Linked DNA regions of Mus musculus: region 2 is linked to region 1. A link is a contact called in public HiChIP or PLAC-seq data. All regions are on one chromosome and are shown on one strand. The core of a region is the stretch at or near the end of the contact, and the rest is flanking DNA. Distances in the headings are between cores, read along the strand shown.

Region 1 (4,811 bases), core at 732-3,231:
AGAGGGAGGAGGAGGGAGAGGAGAGGAGGAGGGGGCAGCGTGGGGGGTCAGGGGCAGCTTGGGTCTGTAGCATGGTGCATGGGGGGGGTGTTGCTCATCTCTTACTCCTGCCCATCTCTTGCCACTGATGTCTTTGTACTCAACTCTCAGCATCTGCGACCCGTTGGGGTCCCGATTCCCATTACCCTCCTTCTTACTGCCAAGCTTCTGCCTATGCAATGCCTCTACATTGAACCCTGACTCATGTCTTGAGGCCTCATTGAAGCTTTAGTTTCTCTTGAAAGTCTCCTCTGACCCTACTGTTCTCTTGTTCTCGATGGTTCATTTATGTGTCTGTCTCTCCCACCAGTGTCTGAGATTGCTGAGCACAGGAGATCCATCTTGCTCAATCTAGTTTATGAAGCCCTAGCAAAGGAGAGAACCTGGTGATGTGTGCGGTAAGAAGCTGAGTGTGAGCAGAGACAGGCCTTCTGGGTAGGTGAGATGTAGGAGTGGAGATGGAAAAGCAAGACATAGCACTGCAGGTTCTCAGGAGTCAGTCATTGGCTTCAACTGGGGCACAGGGGAAGTTTTCCCAGGTTTTCTTCTAGGTCCCGCAGAAGACCAGGGTGAGATTCTTCACATAAGTCCCAGGGAGACTCTCACACTGGGCTCAGGGTTGAGTGGTCCTGACAATGGCTTGCTTCTAAGGGTCATTTTGGATGACCTTCATGGTGTCTGAGGTTGACATTTCTAGCTGCTCACATACCTAAAGGGAATGGTCCTACCAGGGCTGCCCCTTAGTGAGGGAAAGCACCAGGCTTTATGAGAAATCGCTCTTACTGCATTTTCCTTCCAAGCCAGTCCCCCAGGCGTCTAAACAATGCCTCTCCAGGCAGCCTAGCACAGCTGTCATAAAATGCAAGTGAAATCGGTATCTATGGAAACGGGCTGGCTCCTAGCTCCCTTTTGCCCGGCTCACTCCCTGCCTGTGGCCAGGATAGGTCTAGACTTCAGGCCCTGCCCTCAGATGACAGGGCTGTGTCTGTGCCACACCATCCTCCCAGATCCACCTGCTTCTGACTTTCTCTTAACAGAGGCAGGGGAGCACCTGTGGGGAGGGCGAACTTGCTGGAGTCCAGACACAATGACTACGACAATGTGTCTGCACAGACACAGGGAGAGCTTGGTGGATATTAGCCCCGGTTTGACCATTGGAGCTTCCTTCACCTCTTGAGAAAGCCTGGACCATTACATGGTCAGCACGGTTTACTCCCCAACTCCTCTATCCACCCAATGGCTGGGTGTGATTTTTCTCTCTTCTGCCAAATTAATTATTCATTAGAGGTGCACATGTGATGTTGCCTGATTTAAGAGGTTGATTGATTGATTGATTGATTGATTTGGGTTTAAAATGAATGAAAACCAGCCTGCTTCAACATGGCAGAATGGCCCCAAATGGGAGCAAAGATAGAGTTTTCTTTTCCTCTTCAGCCCAGAGCTACTGATTTATTAAATCATGAAAAAAAAAATCTGCCCTCCCCAAGGACAATCTATCATCAAAATGCATTGCATGGGCTGGAGAGAGGTCAGCTCTTAAGGGCACTGGCTGCTCTTGCAGATGACCTGGGCTGGGTTCCTAGTCCCACATGGTTGCAGCCATCTGCAACTCTAGTTACAGGGGATTCAGTGCTATCTTCTGGCCTCCATAAGCCTCGGGTATGCCCCCAGTGCCCTGACATGCAGGTGAAGCACTCACACACATAACATAAAAATAAATCTATCTTAAAAAAAAAGATCCAACAGGTCACATTGGAGCATTGTAGGTAGTTATATATCTTATCTGTGGGTAAAACGGGCTGAAAAGGTAGCGGGAGTGAGGCGGTGCCATTTACAGAAGCCATTGAACAGCCAGAAATCTAAGGAACTCATTTCAGCATGCCATTACCTCCTGCCTGGGTAATCGAGCAAAGAATCAGCCTGGACCATTGGTGAGCCTTGACCACGAGGGGGTGCTGCTGTTCCGGCTTTAGAGCCTGAGAGCATCAGGGGAACTCTGTCACACCAGAATAATGGGCGTGGAAATGAAGGGACAGGGAACGGCAGGCAGGAAGATGGGGTGTGCGTGTGTAACTTTTTATTCGGTGGCCACAATTATTCTGGTCTTCTAATGTCCTTCTCACTATCCTGGTGGGGTTAGGTGACCCTCAGGGATGGTTGTTGCTGTTGTTGGTAGTGGTGGTGGTGGTTGTCGTCGTCGTCATCTTCCTCCTCCTCTCCCTCCTCCTTTTCCCTCCTCCTCCTCCCTCAAAAGCCCCTCTCATAACCGTGATCTTTGTCCTACCATCTGTTGGTCTCAGTCCCAAATGACCAAATCCAAATACGCTTCTCTACTACATTCCTTCCCTTTACCCCTCCCAGACCTGCTTGCATTTCTGCTGGGCCTGCAGAGCCCTGCTGTGCCCCTGCCTGAACCAGGGGTGATAAGAGCAGAAGGAAACGTAGTGGGTGTAAGTTAGCATTGTTCAGAATCGATTCTAAGAGTTACACCTGAGATTGTGTGAATTTGAGTCCCAAGCCTGCAAATCCCAGACAGACCTGCTTGCAGGAAGTCCCTGCTACTGTGGGTTCTAATGCTAAGGGAGGCAGTAGGGAGGAAGTCTCCTCTGCTGCTAGCTGGATAGCTGAACCAACAGAGACTTCAAGTTCTTGGGCAAGGCTCCATTCTTCCCTTGGCCTATTGTAAAGTCCAGAAGAGTGGAAAGTACCGGGGAACTTCTGTCCTAGGCCCGCAGCTGTATTTTCATATCCTCCAGATTAGAGTCTTCTAGGGAGACTGCAGTCGTGGCTTATCACCGTGCCTTAGTATTTTCTGTATTTCTGGGCTCTGTCGGCAATCTCAGAGCCCACTTTCTATCTACAGGGAATTTGGCTAATTCTTCTAAATCTTAGTTTTTTGACATTTGAGGTGGGGAATGACTGTTATGGGGACTTAATGAAATAATCTATGTAAAGAACTTGGCCCACAGACTGGCTTTTACTTGGTGACAGACACTTAGCCAGCATACAGTGAGGGTAGGGGCCGGGGAGATGGCTTAGTGGGTAAAGAGCTCACTTTGTAAGGGTAGAGATGTAAAGTTGGACATAGAAGTCTGTAATTACAGTGCTCCGGAGTCAAGATGGGAGGTGGGAACAGAATCCTTGGAAGTTTGAAAAGGAGCCAACACAGTGTAGGCAGCACTTCCACAGTGTGGAAGCTGAGGACTGATGCCTGAACTGGCCTTCTCTGACTTCCATGTGAGTATTGTATCACGCACATGCCTACGCTCATGTGTACCTCACATGTATGTGGGCATGTGAACGAATTCACCCACCCCAAGTATTTATAATTAAAAATTATTTCATGTACAAGTGTTTTGCCTGCACGTATAGTGCACCAAGTGCATCCCTGGTGTCTGTGGAGGTCAGAAGAGGGGGGGGGGTCCCTGGGAGCTGGAGCTAGAGATGGTTGTGAAGGCATCACATGGGTGCTGGGAGCCAAACCTGAGTCCTCTGCAAAAGGAGCGAGCGCTCCCAACTGCTGTGCCATCTCTCCGGCCCCAGAAAAACTTTTAAAAAATGCAGTGAGGATAATGCAAAGCCAGGTGTTTCACCTCTGCACTTTACCATTCTTGCTATAGGATCTCAGGAAAGCTGACGGGGTTCATGCGGCTTAGTTCCTTTCTGTATAAAATATAATTTAGGGTCTGGAGAGAGAGCTTGGGAGTAAAGACCGTGCTTAGCCTGCACAGGGCTTGGGGTTCAATCCGAAGCATCTCATTTAAACCAGGGGCTGGGAAGACAGAGCAGTCGTTAAGAAGGCTTGCTGCCTCATCCTGAGGACTGGAGTTTAGATCCCAGCACCCACGTGCTGCAGATGCTTGTAATGCTAGCTCCAGGGGATCCGACACCCTCTGTAGTGGTTTCAGTGAGGATGTGGATTCTTGGTTTCCAGTTAGTGAAACTGTTTGAGAAGTATTAGGAGGTGTGGCCTTGTTGAGGGAAGGTGTGTCTCGGGGGTGGGACTACAAGTTTCAAAAGCCCACAGAATCCCCAGTTGGCTCTCTCTATCTCATGCTTGTAGTTCATGATGTAAGCTCATAGCTGCTGCCCCAGTGGCATGCCAAGATGTCTGCTGCCATGCTCCCATCATAATGGTCCTGGGCTCACTCTCTGACACTGTAAGCCCCCAATAAACCCTTTCTTATGCAAGTATCCTTGGCCATGGTGCCTCTTCACAGCACTAAACAAATTAGCTAAGATACCCTTTTGTGATCTCCATGGGCACTTTTACACACATGTGTACCTACATAAACTCACACACAAATAGTAAAAATAAATTATTAAAAATTTAAATAAGTTAAACAAGGTAGCTCAATAACAGCACCCTAAGGTAGTTGCATGGACCACATAGCTAACATGTGCAGACTATCAGAATAGTATTGGCACGTAGTCAGTACCCAAGAAAGTCCAGTCCTTCTGACCTGTGTCACTGTGGCCTGGATTAGCCAAAAGAATCTGCAAAGCCATGATGCATGCTTGGCAGGAGAGTTAGTTTTTCTTTTCACTTTGTACTAAAACGAATCTGTATTTGTTGTTTGGACAACTGATGAACCCTGTGTTTTGGTAATTTCTTACCCCAATAAGCCCGTATAAAAAACACACAACTTAGTTATTGTGTTTATAAGCTATATGCCTAGGTTGGGCAGATCTATCACTGTACTAATTTATTCCTCATCTATGAGACCTCTTGCTACTTGGAGCTTCTCCAGGCCATGTGGTTCTGCTCCATC
Region 2 (4,811 bases), core at 1,676-4,175, 66 kb after region 1:
AAAGACATCAAGATGGTTGGGGCTACTGGGAGTGGCTTGCTGTGTGTACCAGAAGAGCTCAAACCCGCATTAGTCATGACCCGTCTCTGTTCTCTGGGGGCATATTGGAACAAACTGTAAGTGGAGGTGTTGAGATTTTCTTAAAGTAGCAAGGATGCCAGGGCATAACACAGTGACCTTTCTTTCTGGTGATGCCTAGACCGAGGTTGTGTGAAACCCAGGAAATGTCAACAGAATGAGGGTGAAGGAGGAAGAAAGGAATCTGATTTCATCAAGACCGAGATTCCTTCTTGAGACTTCTGGCTAAGGGGTCATCACCACCCCACTAAGGAAGGTGCATGGGCAAGTTTTATATCAACCGGACACAAGCTAGAGTCATTAGGGAGAGGGAACTTCAATGGAGAAAATGTCCCCCAACAGATTAGCCTGTTGGCAAACCTACGATGTGTTTTCTTGATTGATGATTGATTGGGGAAGGCCCAGCTCACTGTGGGTGGGGCCCCCTGTGTGCTCTACGAGAGCAGGTTGAGTAAGCCATGGGGAGCAAGTTGGTCAGCAGCACCCTTCCGTTGCTTGCTTTTGCTTCAGTTCCTGCCTCTTAGTTTTTGCTCTACTCAAGTTCCTGCTCTGACTCCCTTCCATAATTGGCTGTAAGGTGGAACTGTAAGCTGAAATGAACACTTTCCTTTCCAAGTGGTTTGTAGTCAAGGTGTTTTATCACAGCAATGGAAACCTGGACTAAGACAGAGGGGTTGGGATTTCACTGTGAGATGTTTGCACCCTTGTGTAGTGGTGTTCACCATTGTACAACCAACCATGCACAGAACTCTTCCAGCAAGGATGGAATAAATGCTAGTGCCACCTGCACACCTCTTCACTGTTGGAGCTGGATGCCATGGGTCCTAGATTTATGTCATGGCTGATTCTAGAGCAGTGTTTCTCAACCTGTAGGTTGTGACTTGTTTTAAGGTTGCTCATCAGATATCCTGCACAACAGATATTTGCATTACAATTCATCACAGTAGCAAAATTACAGTTATGAAGTAGCAACAAAATAATTTTATAGCTGGGGGGGGGGGGTGGTCACCATAGCATGAGGAATTGTATTAAAGGGCCACAGCATTAGGGAGGTTAGAACCGCTGTACTAGACTTTAGTCTGGTAGAACTTGTTCTTACCAACACATCCTCTTGCATGCAGATGCTCTCATTCAACCCAGGGCACGCCAAGCACTCTACTATGTTCTAAATGGATCATTGGGTTTGGCTCAGGCATCTGGTACTGTCCCTGGCCGTGTCCTGTCCACAGTGCTCCACACATGGCCACTTCTCTAGAGCTAGTACCTGCTGATCTCATCTCACCTACCCCGCTTTTCTCACCAAGTGGCTAGGCATTAAGAAAGCACAACTCACAGGGTCTCTGCATGGTTACTTCACCTAACAGAGAAAAATAACTCAAAGGAGCATGTGAACAGCTGTAGGGTTTTCTCCTGCGCAATCTCTTTCTCAAGTTCAAGTTGAACAGCGACAGCTCTTGTTTTGGTTTCCTTGCTTGTAACTCCCCAGGTGGGAAGCCATCTGCCTCAGAGAAAATGACTTCTCACCGGAACTGTATGTAACACGCACGCGCACACACACACACACACACACACACACACACACACACAAACCTGCTTGGCGAATGTTGGCTGTGAATTTCTACTGTGAAGCAATCGCAGTAACTCTTCAGGGGCAACACCCGTTGAGAACAGCTACACTATTTGGCAGCTGACTGTAGGCTCTGAGCTTAGATGGTTCAGCGTCTGAATCCTGACTCCTGAGCTTTCTGCCTGTGAGACCTTGGCATGTTCCTTTAGTGCTTTTGAGCTTCACCCTCTTTCCTGTAGAGTGAAGAACTGTGATAGGTACTCGCCAATCCTTATGGAAATCTTATCAACCAGCTCACGAAAAGGTACTGATAATGGGGTTGAAGGTAAGGTACTGTCTGACTCCAGGGCAAGCATAATCAGCGTTCACATCTTACTCCAGGGGAAGTGGTGCTGATGGAGGAACAGGGTGGTTCAACATCTTAGGCAAATCAAAGTGTGATTCAGAAGAAAAAAGAGCTTCCAAAAGCAACAGAGCTGAGAGGACTGGAAAGGTGGTGGCCAAGAGGAAGATGATTAATTCATTTAGCCAATCTCTGAGTTCTTAGCATTTACCAGCCGCTGCTCTTAGGGCTGGAGATCTAGCAGTAAACCAAGACTACTTAATTTTCAGTCACATGAGCCTGCAATCTAGTGGTGAGAGACAAATGCTAAACATAATGAGCTAAATATCGATGGAGTGTGCTCAAAGGTGTGTGCAGGAGGAGGTTGCCAGGCCCTGTTGGCCTTTGTGGTTTTAAGCAAGGTGGTTAAGGGTGTCTCACAGAGAAGGTGACATCACAGCGAAAAATGAAGGTGGCCAGATTGTGTTCTAAAGGTACCAGACAGCCTGCATGGGCGTGCTACGAGGTGAGGGTGTCAGGAAGTAGAAACCTTGACACCCCAGCCTCAGTCTGCCTTCAGCACCTGGTGAGGTCAAGAAGCAGAAACTTCTGGGCTGGTTGCCTTTTTTCTTTGGTTAGTTTTACATTTAATTAATTAGCTAATTAATTAGGTGTGTGTGTGCACTTGCCACCTACAACATGTGGGTGGGGGTCAGAGGACAACTTGCAGGAGTTGTGGATGTTCAATCCTTCCACCATGTGGGTTCCTGGGGATGGAATTCAGGTCTGTAGGCTCAACAGGCAAGTGGCCCAACCCACAGAGCTATCTTGTTGCCCAGGTTTTGTTTGGTTTTTCTTTTTATGGGACCAACCAGCTGGTAGGACTCCTACCTTCACACCCTGGACCTCAGACTAGCAATTCTTCTTAAGTTGTTTTTGAGACAGGGTTTCACTTTGTACCCTTGGCTGCTTTGAACTTGTGATTTTCCTGCTTTGGTTTCCTGAGGGCTGCATTGCCACACAGGGCAGCAGCCTCATTATAAAGAAAGGCCAGGAGCCTTGAGTCATCGTGTGGGTTGTATGGGTTGCACAACGTGCACAGCTCACCTCAGGGGGGTTGTAGCTGTATTCAGCATTCTCCGACTGTATTCTTGTGAAGAGTTTCAGGTAGACAGCAGCAGAGTGTCCTTAAAACAGTAGGCAAGCACTGTGATAGTCTTCTGACACGTGGGGATAAAGCATCTGGGAAAACAGACAGAAACCCTTTCCTAACTGTCGTTAGGTCACCTAGGAGTCAGCAATAGCCCAAAGGTTTTGGTTTCTGAAATCTCTCACTACTAGTTTGTTTGTTGAGGACTTCCTAGTTTAGTTCTGTGCCTGCCCCACTAAGAGGTCTACTTGTTAGTGGTTAAGAGCACTGGCTGCTCTTGCAGAGAACCCAGGTTCAATTCCCAGTACCCACATAGTAACCGTATGACTCCATCACACACTGGAAGAAACTCCCCAGCAGGGCAGCAATTCCAGAACTCTGTGTAAGAGAAGTTGAGAGGGAAGGGAGAGAGCCAGGAGACATTTCAGACCACATGTTCAGAGAAGCAGGCAGTGCCTACTTAACTTGGGGAATAACTGCTCGAGATGGCAAGCAACGAAACACCATATATGGCTCCTTGACCCTCACTGCATATGGGTCCCTAACTCAGCTCTCCTGCTGTCCCTTGCCTCATCTCTCATCTCTCCTCACCATGGCTTGTGTGTTGGGAACTTGTTCTCCACTGTAGGAGGTCCTTAGATCATTTAGAGTCAAGAGTTCAATTGGAAAAGGGATGGTTAAAGAGATAGCTCAGTGGTTAAGAACACTGGATGCTCTTGCAGAGGGTCCAGGTTCAACTCCTAGTACCCACATGATGGTTCACAACCATCTGTAACTCCAGTCTTAAGGCATCCAGCATCTTCTTCTGGCCTCTGTAAGCATGTAGTGCACAGACATACTTGCAGGCAAAACACCTGTACATATAAACTAAAAATAAGTATATCTTTTGGAAACAGATCTCAGAAGGAATTAAGGAATTTCTGTGGGGCCTGAGCTAGCTTTCAAGGGAATGAGTTGCTATATGGGAGCAAGCCCAATCTTTTGTTCTTAAATTATATTTGTGTGTATGTGTGTGTGTGTGTGTGTGTGTGTGTGTGTGTGTGTGTTGGGAGGGATGCACATGTGCCACAGTGTATGTGTGGAGGTCAGAGGTCAGCCTGAGGTAGTCAATACTCTCCTCACACCATGTGGGTCCTGGGATGAAACTCAGGTTGTCAAGTCTGGTGGAAGTGTTTTACCTGTTGAGTCATTTCGCTGCCCCCAGGTCCTAGCCTTGAATTGCTCTCTGGTTTCCTGTTTTGTGAACTGATCTGTTATGTGGCCTTTCAATAAATCATCTACCAGGGTGATGTAGCCACAAGGGGCTTAGCCAGAGACTGTACCACACTGTTTGGAATTTCAGCTTTCAGGATCATGAGCTCAATGAACTCCTTTTCTTTGTACATTATGCAGCTTGAGGTATGTTGTTATAGTAGCAAAAAATAGAGAACAATTTGAGGACATTCGAGCAAAGTCACCATATTTCTAGGAATCCCTTTGTGTCTAGTTTCCTTCCTGCTCCCTACTGTGTGTGCTCTGAGTCATTAGCTCTTCTATGAAGCCAGACACCCCTGTGGTTCCTCGTCTATGCATGGCCACTCTATTCTGGTGTCAATAAAACTTTATACTAGTTCCTTTAATGCCTTTTTCTCTGCATCCAAATGTAATAGGGCAGACTGTCTGCCTCTACTATAGATTTCTTTTAAGATTTATTT

Evidence for each region. HiChIP or PLAC-seq counts read pairs in DNA pulled down with a chosen protein or histone mark.
Region 2: a contact with region 1 is called in a BATF HiChIP or PLAC-seq map of CD8 T cells, with 7 read pairs. The contact joins two enhancer-like sites. A contact is called at or near these places in 2 of 39 promoter capture datasets (HPC-7-derived erythroid cells and liver), 1 of 15 datasets of contacts at CTCF or cohesin (CD8 T cells), 4 of 484 Hi-C or Micro-C datasets (Th1 cells, bone marrow-derived dendritic cells, liver and 1 more), 3 of 115 datasets of contacts at active chromatin or transcription factors (CD8 T cells, acute myeloid leukemia and embryonic stem cells) and 1 of 9 other capture datasets (liver).

The regions. Positions count from the first base shown.
Region 1 is chr3:96,936,905-96,941,715 of GRCm38.p6, forward strand. No RefSeq gene overlaps it. Among named protein-coding and RNA genes, the nearest start is that of Gja8, 13 kb to the left of the region's middle. Within about 2 kb of position 1,982, at least 39 of the 459 cell types and tissues checked have an H3K27ac peak or open chromatin away from gene starts, as enhancers often do. A contact at or near this core is called in CD8 T cells, where this site is marked.
Region 2 is chr3:97,001,691-97,006,501 of GRCm38.p6, forward strand. No RefSeq gene overlaps it. Among named protein-coding and RNA genes, the nearest start is that of Gja5, 28 kb to the right of the region's middle. Within about 2 kb of position 2,926, at least 20 of the 459 cell types and tissues checked have an H3K27ac peak or open chromatin away from gene starts, as enhancers often do. A contact at or near this core is called in CD8 T cells, where this site is marked.